Regions from separate parts of the Sus scrofa genome. Here region 2 is linked to region 1. A link is a contact called in public Hi-C data. All regions are on one chromosome and are shown on one strand. Each heading gives the region's core, a stretch centred on a gene start, on an enhancer-like site or on the middle of the called end of the contact. The rest is flanking DNA. Distances are from core to core; before and after follow the strand shown. Region 1 has its middle 140 kb from the start of HES1. Region 2 overlaps LOC110256390 (a long non-coding RNA gene).

Region 1 (6,097 bases), core at 1,387-3,886:
TGACTAGCATCCATGAGGAGGTAGGTTCGATTCCTGGCCTCGCTCAGTGAGCTAAGGATCCGGAGTTGCTGTGAGCTGTGGTGTAGTTTGCAGACATGACTCAGATCCTGTGTTGCTGTGGCTCTGGTGTAGGCCGGCGGCTACAGCTCTGATTGGACCCCAAGCCTGGGAACCTCCATATGCCGAGGGTACAGCCCTAAAAAAAAAAAAATTGTACAAAGTTCTGTGATTGCAAAAGATTCAAAACCACTATCCTAGAGCTTCTATTCTTGTAAAATAATTGGCAGATGAGCCTGATTTTAGGAAGCTTATCCCCTATTTTTTTTAAGTGAGTTTCCCCCCGCCCCCAGTTGGTGACGCCCACAAGAGCAAACAAACTAGAAAGCATGAGCAACTGTAGAGGAGTCGCATTTAGATATTTCCCTTACCTACCTCTCTTCTGGAAAATTTAAAATCTTACTTCTACCTATGATTGTCCCATGTGTGTTAGAGTCCCAGTATGACAGGGTGGAAAGAAATCTTAAAAATCATCAGGACCCATGGATGGGGAACACTGAGGCTTGAAACTGAAGCTTGATCACACTCACGTAATACATCAGTGATCGAGGGAGTGTTGATTCCTTTCTGAGAAATAGCCCCCATCTCGGTTGGGGAGCCTCTTGCCAATATTTTCAAACAAATGCCAATTCAGTATGACTCATTTTTCTTGACATTATGCAAATGAAGGAAGTGAAACTGAGTGGCCTTCTGTCCAGAGAGCAGGAAGTAAAGCCTGTTTGGGGGCCACACGGTCCCCTGGGACACGTTGTAGTGTCAGGAAGGCGTTCTGGAAGAAGCAGGCCTTTGTCCATTTTTCCTTTTCATGAGTGAGCCTCTCCTCTTGGCCACGGCTGGAGGGATGGCCACCCTAACCACCCGCCCCCCCCCCCCCCGAATCTCCTCAGGACGCTTTCTCCAGAGCTGCCCTCAGAAAGTTCTTTCCTCCCCAGTCTTACTTCCCATGGAGGGAGACACTGACTTTTCCGACTAAATGTTCTGAGCCGAACAGTCCCTCCCATGAGGAGCAGAACATTCCAAAAGAAACAGCTTAGATCTGGGGACCAGAGAGGCAGTGGGCTGATGCTGTTGGAATATGCTGGGTTTGCTCTAGAAAGACATTCAAATGTCTTTCTGCCTCACAGGCAGACTCCATTTTGGCTGAGGGGTCCTCGGACCTCCCTAACCTCCTTGAGCAAGGAGTTAAGTCTGGTGTTCAGCTCACTAAGAAGGGGTCAGTCACAGAAACTACCCCTGATGTCTTCTAAGGGGACAAAACAGTGTTTCTTCAGGGGGACCTGTGATAAGACACCTCAGAAATGTGATTCATAAGAAGGATGCTATTTTCTACAAACTAGGAAAGTTGGAGGACCTCTTAATGTATATTATTCACTCAGACAGACAGATGATGAAACCAGCAAGGGGCGGCTGCCTAGGGCCCAGAGCCAGGAGGTAGCAGAGCTGGACAAGAGACCTGGTCTTGTGACTGAGCCATGTGCTTCAGCTGCTCTGCACACCCTATCTTTCTGTCTTTGTTCATACTCAGGGAGTCTGCTGTCAAACTTCCATCTCCAAATTGTATTGTGGGTTAATGTGCACCACCCCCCACACTCAACCACCCCCGCCCCACTACACCCCCCCCCACCAACAGCCCCCACCCCCACCCCCCTGCAGCAAAATTTCAAGAACTTAAGAATGCAGATCAAAAGATCTGTGCCAACGGCATGTAAGGGACTTTTGAACACACTTTCACTGACGTGCAGGAGGCACCCTCGCTTCCTCTGCAGGCAGGACACTGCACAGACCCTAGTCCCCTGACCTCTAAATTCTTTGGGTGCCGGCCCAGCCTCGAATCCAGAGCCCCTCCTAGGACTTGGCCGAAGCCAGCTATGCATCCACACATGCGCGCGCCCAAGTCCACTTTTGTGGGAACCTGTTCTCATCACCTGCCACCAGAGACTTCAAGTCTCGCCTCTCCACTCCCGGTCCCGGCTCCAGCCCACCCGAAGTTGTGCAGGAGCCCAAGGGGATTTGTGCAAACAGGCACTGGCCCCAGTCGGAGCCAGGACCGAGGAGTTTGACCTGAGGCAAGAGGATAACCCAGGGCAACACACTTAACTCCCCGGACGAGGAGGGGTGGCCTGGTAGCCAGAAAGAAAACTCCTGTGCTTTTTTTTTTTTTTTAATTGAATCCATAAAACAAAAGGTGAGGGGGTTCTGGGGAGGGGAGGAACGCCTGATGATTTATGGCGCTGGTCTGGAGAGGAGGAGAGCCGGCAACTCTTTCCAAGTCGGCGGGCGGCGTGTGATTCATTTCCCCGGGGGCGGCGGGGCCGGCCGGGCGGGCGGGCGCAGGCAGCCTGGGGCCGCCGCACACCCCGCGCTCGTTTATTTACGGTGCTTTATCAGCGGCTGCGCGCGGCGATAAAGTTTATGAAAAGAGGCGGCGGCTCCGGCCGGCGGGCCGGCCTGTGCTCCTTTCCCACACTGATTAGGATCGGGCAGGGGTTTGGAAGCTGCAGTTAAGGATCGGGCGCCCGGAGCCGCGTCTCCCCCTTCCTGCCCCGCCCGCGCGCCCGCCGGCTGCCCGGCTGTTGCCCCGCGTGGGAGCCGAGGTCAGGGTTGCGGCCGCGGCCGTTCCTTGGCGGGGGAGGGCAGGACCGCCCCGCGGGGGAGGGAAAGGGAGCGCCCGGGGCCGCTGGCGAGGCCGAGAAAACTACTGTTGGAATGAATTTCTATTCGCACTGTCCCCGTGTCGAGATGGAAAAAGGGTGATAGGGATTTTTCTCTTCTGAAGGTGTGGCGGATTCTCATCCCGCCATTGACGTTTCTAAGCTCCTCGCCATCCATCTCTCGTCTCTCTTTGCATCTGGGCTTGACTCAATTTTTTTTTTTCCCTTTTCATGACCCTATTTTGTTCGTCCCTTGCGAAGGTAGTAATTGTACACCTCTTGCAGGACACCTCTAAGTATGAGGAGAGAGAGAAGCAGAGAGACAGGATGAGAGACTGGTTCAGAGATTAAGAGCCGTGTCCCTGACCCTCAAGATTCTCAAGGTCACAAGCACAGACCGTCCTGAAAGAGTTAGCAGGGCCGGGGGTGGGGAGGCTCGAAGTAGCAGACAATTAAAGCAGGCCACTAAGGCAGGGCTGCTTTAATGCCTTGGGGCATTACCTTGTTTAATCCTCTGGGAGGTTTTTGGAGGGAGGTCCCTGTACAATCATATTTTACAGATCGTAAAAGGAAGGTCCACAGAGGGCCAGTGACTTGCTTGAGACAACTCGGAAGTCAATGACTGAGCTGGGATTTGAACCCAGGCAGAAAGGTGCCAGAGCCTAGGTACCTGACTTCTGAGTTTCCCTGATGTTCTAGAACTGACAGGGAGCAGTGAGAGTGCAGTAGCCAGGACAGCCAGTCCTGCCTGGAAAAGACAGAGTGTCTTGTCCTGGGAAGGAGAGTGATGAGGGCTGGGGCTTGAAGAGTAGTTTTCATAAGACAGACTGGATAGCGAGAGGAAGGCACATTTAAACAGAAAGAACCTCTACAGGCAGTCCCAGGTACTCCAGGCCCAGCTCCTTTCACCTTCCGTTTTGTGTTCTTTCTCTAAGGAACGGGAGAGCAGCAGTGCAGAACCTCTATACTATGTGAAAACAAGGTCACCTTCCCAGGCCATTTCCTTGATCTGGAAAGTTCTATCTGCAGCTGCTGAAATCCTGCCAGCACTCAAGTCTTAACAGTGTCATCCCCTCCTGAAAGCTTCCTGGACTGCTCCTTATCTCACTGCCAATGACTAAAAGCAATCCTTCCTCCTCCTCTCCTCTCTCACTCTTGCTTGTACTCAGTAAAGCGCTTGGATTTGGGCTCCCTCTGTCTTTCCTACTAAAACGTGAGCTCCCAGGAGTTTCTGCTGTGGCACAGTGGAAATGAATCCCACTAGTAACCATGAGTTTGTGGGTTTGATCCCTGGCCTTGCTCAGTGGGTTAAGGATCCGGCATTGCTGTGAGCTGGGGTATAGGGCTCAGACACTGCTCGGATCCTGCGTTGCTGTGGCTGTGGTGTAAGCCAGCAGCCGTAGCTCCGACTTGACCCCTAGCCTGGGAACCTCCATATACCGCAAGTGTGGCCCTAAAAAACAACAAAAAAATTAAACTGTGAGCTCCTCGAAGGCACTGGGCTACTCCTTCCTCTTGTCACCCACTTCTGCCTCAGGCCTGGTTTAATATCCTGCACACAGTTTTTTAATAACTGCATTTGATGAATACATGGAGAGAGAAAGCTTCTGATCTTATAGGTGTCTCATTTACCCCTCGATGGATTTCATAATCAAGCAAGCTAAAAATGAAGATGGTATGTTATCCCCACCAGAGAAGATCTGGACTGACTTTGCCAAAAGAACACAAAGGCAAAGTCATCCAAGCCTGGAGTCCCTTAAAATCCCTCCAGAGGAGAAGTAGGATTAGTCCTCGGGCCCAGGCGTAGCTGGAAGTCTTGTTGCCCCAGTTATGGGGATAGGGCTGTGAGGGACAAGAGCCAGGCACTTCATTGTGTAATCCATATTGATTTCAGTGAGGCTTTCCATAGGGCCAATGGCATGGTGGTGGACATTTGATTCCAAAGGGTAAGGCATCAACTACAGGTACCTGTCAGCACCACTGCTAAGGGGGTCAGGACTGTGTCTTGTTCTTTGTTGAATTTTTGTTTGTTTAGGACTAGTTTTTAAGAATTTAACTGGAAAAGTAATACATGACTCGAACTTGAAGTGATTCAGAAGTACATAATGAAAATTCTGCCACCACCATAGACTCTTCAACTCACCATCACCTTCTCCAGGGGTTGCCATCATTAAGAGATGTTATGTACACACATATACAATAGTTTTGTATTTTTTTATGATGACTTAATGAGGCTATTATGGGCAGACTCAGGGCATTTGCAGGTGAGGGTAATGTTGTTATGGCTATTGATGCTTTGGGAGAGAAGGTTAATGTTCATTGACTTTGACAGCTGAAGAACTCATCTTACACCTTCTGAGTGATGTTGTAAGAAAAACTGTGTAGTAGCCATACCTGAATATCTCAAATACTGTATGGAAGAAGACTGATGGGAGTCTTCTTTATCCATGGGAGTGGAAGACGGATCCAAGGAGGCATGGTTGGCCACTGAGCAGGAAATGTTAGGCCATCTTAGCAACTACCAGTATGCTGTCAATCCTCAGGCATCATAAGGGGTATAACTGATGGATATCAGCAAATTATTTACAGGGTAGATTCTCATGAAAGTATCTAAAAATGCCCTATACTTTGTACTGTGCTATACACATAAGAGGGAGAGCCACAGAAGTAAATAAGGTAACTTATAATTAAATAAGGAGGACCAAAATGCACTCATATGATATTAAGATAAAGGGTGCTCTGAAGTTCCCTGGTGGCTCAACAGGTTAAGGATCCAGTGTTGTCATTGCTGTGGCTCAGGTTGCTGCCATGGTGGAGGTTTGATTCCTGGCCTGGGAATTTTGGTGTGGGGGTGGGGGGGAAGTATGCCTTTAAAAGACTGGCTGACAGAACTGGCATCATTTAATCTAGAGAAGAAAAGGACAAAAAGTGACTCAACTATTTAAGTGCCTGGTAAAGTAAGCTGAGTGCCCCAAACCTCACCACCTGAATGTGACTTCTTAGTGTGGCACTATACCCTGAGTGCCTAGAGCAAGGGACCCTCTGCACAGCCTCTCCAAGTTGTCCCAGGAGCCCCAAGACAACATGCAACTGCTGGCCATCCCTAGGCACTCCGGAGCCACAGTGCTGGGGAATGACGAAGAAGGTTCTTTGACCCACTCCCTTCCATGGGATGTTGTAGCGCCTTGGCTGCAAAGTTCTACTGTCTGCTCTCTGGTTTCCTGCAAAACTCCAACAAAATAGTCTTTTCCATTTTTCCTTATGGTTCTTCTGCTCTTGATAAAACTTAAATATGCACCAAAAGCATGTTTAGCCAGGGGATACTCAGAATAAATTCCCTCCAGTGGACGAAACTGACCTCCTGGGTCAATCCAGCCCCTCAGGCTCCT
Region 2 (6,097 bases), core at 1,810-4,309, 260 kb before region 1:
GAGACTCGCTAGTGGCTGGGTCTCCAAGCCAGACCTCTGGGGCTGTCCCTGGGAACTGTGGGTCCCAAGGACCCATGTGGTTGCGTTCCCAGTCGGGGCAGGGGTGCCTCTGGAGAGCTCCTTCTGAGGAGGGACTTTGTTTTCAGGGAAGAAGGCAGGGCAGAGGTCGTCTCCTCCTCCAGAGTGGGCCTTCTCTCCAGCCTGTCTCTTCCAGGGCAGGGGGCACAGGGTGGACCAGGCCGGGGTCCCTCTCCACTGCCCCCACTGCTCTGTCTTTGTGCTGGGAGTGCTCAGCACAGCTTGTGTGTGGTGGATCCCCAGGAGACCTGCTGTGCCCTGGATCTGACCACAGTGAGCAGAAAGCCTTTTTCTCTGGGAGAGCCGTCGGATAGGCCTGCTGGTGGAAGGGAAGGCTGACACTGAGATGCGCAGGTATGAAAACGTAGGACGAGCTTGCAGCAAAGGAGTGGCTTTAATCAGGCTACCACTGGGCGCTGAGGTTCTTGTGACTGAGAGCCAAGAAAAGAACCAGTGCTGTTTTCAAGATGGCACGATGCTTGTATGAGGAGTGGGGGTGGAAGGGGTGGGCTATGGACAAGGAGGGTATCTCCCTCTTGGAGGCCAGTGCACTGACAAAAGCCTGTGGAAGGGAGAATGAAAAGACCTGGGTTCTAGTCCCAGTTCTGCCAAAGACTGCAGGAATGGACTCAGTGTTCTCATCTGTGAAATGGGGTGTTACAAATGTGCCCCCTGAAAAAAAATCACCATGTTACGGGAATTGGATGCAAAGGGGCTTTTTCAGCTGTGAGGAGCTGTAGAATGGGACTGAAAGTGCCGTCTGATGGGCCTGGTGAAGGCACCCCGTTTTTTGGGTTAGGTAATGGGGGAGGGGGGGGAGAGGCAGCTGAATGGGATCTTGCCTCATCCCTTCTCCACTAGGAGGAGCACTTGGCACTTCCAGAGTCTGGATTCTCTGTGTGGCTGGACAAGGGTGTGAGTCTGCTCTGCCCCCTCTCCTCCTTCCCCCGTAACCCCAGCCTCCCTGCAGGCTTCCCTCAGGGCAAATGTCTGAGCTGGACCTTCCTCTCCCTCTGCTCCCCACCCCCCATTGGCAGGCTTTCAGGGACCCAGGAGGAGGCCTGGCTGCCAGGAAGGGTGGGGCTGCCAGGCACCGCCCAGCTGCAGTGTGACCCCGCCAGTCCCGGAAACTCTCCAAACCTTGGACCTCAGCGGACATCCGGCAGCTCAGAAGGGTGGCGGCGAGGCTGCCAGGGGGAGCTGAGGGTGTGTGGGATGCGTCTGAGGTGAGACGGAGAAAGCAACAGCCATTTTTCTTCCAATTCTGGAGTCAGAAGGCTCTGGGCAGCCTTCGAAAATGCTTTTCACCCCTGGATGCTGCCATGCATCCTAGACTTACTAATTAAAAAAAAAAGTTACCACTCGTTGAAGAGTGTTTACCAGGTGCTGGGCACTCGCTAAGCTTGTTAACCTACCTGAATCCTTCAACACCTTAATGAGACTAGACTCTTATCATTATATCCTTTTCATAGATGCAGAATCTGAGGCTCGGGGCACACGTCACTTGCTCAAGGTCACATAAATACTAACTGCTGGAGTCTGGATTCAAACCCAGGTGGGTCTAGCTGATTCCAGACCTCAGGTTCTTGACTAGAAGGAAGGAACTGTAGTCAAATCATCCTTGCAGAATGCCTAGTACCTGGCAGGTACCCAGTAAAGATACATTGAACAGAGGCTGATGCATTTTGGGGGGGGGTCTTATTCTCCCCTTTTATCGATTGATGAAATGACACAGACTACGTGTAAGTACTTATCTCCGTGGCAAGCATGTAGTAGGTCCACCTAAATCTAAAGGTGAGTCTCAGCTTTCTCCCTTTCTACATGATATATCTGTGCTCATGAATAATAGTTTCAGAGAACACAGCCTCCCCTTGGGTCTCTGCCTAGGCGGGACTCTTAAAAGTCCCGATTAGACCTCAGCCTAGGAGAGTGAGGGGCCTTGGGGGTGAGGTGGGGGCAGGAAGAGACTGTGACTCTTCTTTTTGAGTCCCAGATGCCATGAGTTTGGGAGTGGGGAGGAAAGACACCTGCTTTCTTTGCTGATGGTGCTGAGGGAGCCCTTCTTTCCGCTTCGATGGAGGTGACCTAGAAGCTTCTGGACCTAGAATCTTGGCTTGCTCAGAGCTCTGAGAGGCTGAGTCCTGCCGTCTGGCCCACATGTGTGAGAAGCACTGATTGTGTCCTAGCACTGAGGGATGCTGGGCAGGTGGGGCCTTGTGAGAGGGGAAGGGGCCTGCGATGGGACAGTGGGCTGACTCCAGGTCCTCTGGTTCCCATGCAGAGCCAGGGTGGCCCTGGCCTGCCTCCTCATACACAGGTAGCTTCCTCAGGAGCCTCCTGGCCTGCCTACCTGACTCTCTTGGTACTTCCTCAGGTACTACCTGACTCTCTTTAAGGTGGTCCTTAGAGAGAGTCCCATATTGCCATCCATTTAACCCTCTCTGCGCTGGGTCTCAACCCACCCACACTGACATGGAGTCAGTCAGAGTCCAGGGGGGAGACATAGCCCATTCCGGAAACCTCAGCAGAGGGAAGCTAGCTGTGAAGACCTTGGAAGAGAGGAAAGGGCAGACTTGGGTGAAAGGCAGCCTTGAGAGTAGCAGCCACAAGAAAATGGCCCCATTCCTGCTGGAAGGGCAGAGAAGAGGTTGTGTTTCCAGAACTCAGAGAGAGCTGGAACCCTGGCAGAAGTCCCCTGGCAGGAATTGGGACCCCAGAGGTGATGCTCCAGATAAAGGGAGAGACAGAGAGAAAGGCTGGTTTCTACCCTCTGTCCTTCCCCCCGGGGGCGGGGGCGGTGGGGAGCCGAGGGTAGAAACCAGTCTTGGTGGGGAATGTGGCCGACAGGGGTCAGCCCCCTGTGAGAGAGGAACACAGAGGGACAGAAGACAGGCAAATGACCCGCCTAATCTCCAGCTAGTCAGACCTTTGGAAAAGAACACATCTTTCCAACCAGTGCTCTGGAGAGCTGGCCCTAGAAAGTAAACTTGCCTCTGGAAAGAGTCCCAGATCCTCTGCCGGTTACTGCAATTAGTGGTCGTGCCCAAGCCTTATCCTGCTGGGAGCCAGGCCGGGAAAGGGAAGTGTTTTTTTTTTTGTTGTTGTTGTTGTTTTTAGGAAGATCTGTTTCCTCTACATTTTTTCAAAGGATAGGGCAACCTCTGGTGCTTCAGTTTCGTGTGAGACCATGATAGCTGTCTTCAGGGGCAGACAGCTCTTTGGCAGGCAGGAAGGCAGACTAGCCTGCTTATTACTGGACTCAGGGTCAGGAGACCTGAGGCTAAGTCTCAGCTCAGACAAGTCACATGCCGTCTTTGAACCTCTGGCTCTACGTCTTTCAAATGCAGACTCTGTGTTTTTCAGGATTCTGTAGAAGTGAGGGACAACTTGTGTGTGTGTGTGTGTGTGTGTGTGTGTGTGTGTGTGTGTGTGTGTGTGTGTTTGTGTCTGTCTTGGGGGCGTTGTAGACCACAGAGTGCTCGGGTGGCAAGGCCTGTGCCTATGAACACAGTGTCACAAGAGAATTGCTCGGCCTGGTTTTGGAGTTGATGTGTCCCCTTGGAGTGGGTGCTTAAAATCCTTGTCTTGTAATCATTGAGTCCAAAAGACAATTGCAGTCAGCTTGTCCAAACTCTCTCCTAAAGGAGGAATCTTCTCGAAGATGATCCTTTCCCCTTTTTCTCCTTTCGTCTTTTTCTCTCTTCTTCCTTCTTTCCACCTCTCTTTCCCTCCTGGGTTTTTTTTTTTTTTTTTTTTTTTTTCTTTTTAGGGCTGCACCATGGCACAGGGACGTTCCCAGGTTAAGGGTCAAATCGAAGCTGCAGCTGCCGGCCTACACCAGAGCCATAGCAACGTGGGATCCAAGCTGCATCTGTGACCTATACCACAGCTCACGGCAATGCCGGATCCTTAACCCGCTGAGCAAGGCTAGGGATCGAACCCGCAGCCTCATGGTTCCTAGTCAGGTTCGTTACTATTGAGAGGCAGTGGGAAGACCCCTCCCTGTTTTTTCTATCCGCCTTCACTCCTCTCTTCCACAAAGATTTGGAGCCTTTACTCTTAGGCAGGCACCGTGCTGGTTTGGTCCTCTGGCAGGAATGAAGACAGACAGCGACCCTCGCAGAGCTTAAAGTCTAGCAACAGGGTGCTCACTACTTAGGGGATGGCCTGTTCGGGGGTTTCATTTTCCCCTATTTAAACTGAATTCTGCCTCCGTAGAATGCTTGTCCTGACCTCTGGAGCTAGAGAGAACAAGTCTGACCCCGTTTCCTATGTCGCCGCCCTTGAAACGTGGGAAAATAAACATGGAACACTCTGAAAATATTCTCACTCTCCAGTTTCCACTTGTGAAGGGGAAGCTGATTCTCCGTGAAGCTAAATTCCTCAAGGGCATGGGGTCAGAGCCCGGGTGGGCTATCATCTGGGTGCGTGGCCCCGTTCCCAGTCCACCTGGGGCGGAGGGAAGCCATGTGCTGGAGGCTCTCACTGGGAAAGAGCGCAGGTGGCAGGGAGGTGGGCCCACATGAAGCAAGGGGGTCTGTCAGAGGGGGGGGCCTGCGAGGCGTGGTCTGGCCGCCTGCCCAGGACAAGCCTGAGCTCCCGGGTTTCTGGTCTGATTCACAGCTTCCTCCCTCCCCAAAGGAATCCCCTTTATAGCTCTCCAGGCCTGACCCCAGCGTCCCTGTGAATGTCATCTGACAGCTGCACGGAGCGCAGCCATGGCTCCTGCGCCGGGTGCCAGCTGGATGTGCTCGGCGGCCGGGGCCCTGGGAGCCACCGCTTGGGATGTCAGAGGAGCGCTGCCCTTCCGTCAGCAGGAAGCCCGGCCGCAAACACTTGGACAGGAAGCCCGGGCGCTGGCCAGCTGAGCCAGCTCTGGTTTCTTCTGCGTCTGAGGCTTTGGCCAAGCGTGGAGGGAGGCGAGCCAGGTGCCGCGGGCGGCACTGACAGCACGGGCGGGCTCCCCCTCGGCCAGCCGGGGATGTGGGTTGAAGGGCGTGAACGGAAAAGCATCATCGAGGCTGGGCCAGAAGAGGTGCTTCCTGGAGGAAGGGTGAGGGAGCAGGGAACACAGCGTCTAGCAGAGCTGAGCCAGCTGGCTGAGGCTCTGCAAAGACCCGCTTCCAGACACAAATGTGTTCCCTTGGGTTCAGACCTCCGGCATAAACTCAGATCAGATCCAATCTGCAGGCTGCCTCCACCTCCGGGAAAACACACTGTCATCTCCCGGGGCGGGGTGTCTGCATGTTCCCAGCATGAAAATGACTCCTCTCAAGGAGAGGCTCTTTTATAACCTACCAAGCTGCATTGTGAGGGAATTGATAGAAAATAGAATGTGGTCCGCTGGGGACAAAGGCAACTTTGCGTTCAGGGCTAAGAGTTTTGTTTCCAAGCGCTACGTGTGATTATCTTCAAGGCAGTCTGTGTGCATACAACCATCTGAAAGACCCCCAGGATTTGCAGAGCGCCTAAATTTTCTTTAAAATGATATTTATTTTTTCCATTATAGTGGTTTATAGTGGTTTATAGTGTTCTGTTGATTTTCCACTGTACGGCAAAGTGATCCAGTCACACATGCATATATACATTCTTTTTCTTATGTTATCCTCCATCATGCTCCATCATAAGTGAGTAGATACAGTTCCAGTGCTATACAGCAGGACAGAGTGCTTAAATTTTTGACCAGTCACTCAGAGATTTCCACCCCCCCACACACACACATCTGCCTTGCACAAGCTGATAGGCTGGTGAGGACCAGGAGGCGAGTAAATTTGTTCAAGGTCCTGCAGCTCAGCAACGGCAGAGCCAGAAACACTGCCATGACTTGTGATGCTCCAGAAAGAGAACTTGGATGATGACTCTCCACGTGCACAACTGTTTCTCTGTCTCCTACCTTATTCTGGACTGTATGCATTCAAGCACAGGCGCATGGGGGTGGGAGGGAGGGTGGAAGTTGGGGGAAGGGGGCTGGGAAGGGGTGTGTGAGCACTCTGGCTGGCGTGGGCTGCTAACATCTCAT

What was found. Hi-C and Micro-C count contacts between places; a contact is called where the count stands out from the background.
Region 2: a Hi-C map of liver shows a contact between it and region 1, with 12 times the contacts expected there. The contact joins two enhancer-like sites. A contact is called at or near these places in 9 of 47 Hi-C or Micro-C datasets (embryonic fibroblasts, heart right ventricle, liver and 4 more) and 2 of 2 datasets of contacts at active chromatin or transcription factors (alveolar macrophages and skeletal muscle).

Annotation. Positions count from the first base shown.
Region 1 is chr13:130,997,145-131,003,241 of Sscrofa11.1, reverse strand. No RefSeq gene overlaps it. Among named protein-coding and RNA genes, the nearest start is that of HES1, 140 kb to the left of the region's middle. Within about 2 kb of position 2,636, at least 43 of the 83 cell types and tissues checked have an H3K27ac peak or open chromatin away from gene starts, as enhancers often do. A contact at or near this core is called in liver, retroperitoneal adipose tissue and subcutaneous adipose tissue, where this site is marked.
Region 2 is chr13:131,259,528-131,265,624 of Sscrofa11.1, reverse strand. LOC110256390 (a long non-coding RNA gene) reads left to right here. Exons shown (of 4, transcript XR_002337828.1): 1 at 1-432. Among named protein-coding and RNA genes, the nearest start is that of CPN2, 75 kb to the left of the region's middle. Within about 2 kb of position 3,059, at least 27 of the 83 cell types and tissues checked have an H3K27ac peak or open chromatin away from gene starts, as enhancers often do. A contact at or near this core is called in liver, retroperitoneal adipose tissue and subcutaneous adipose tissue, where this site is marked.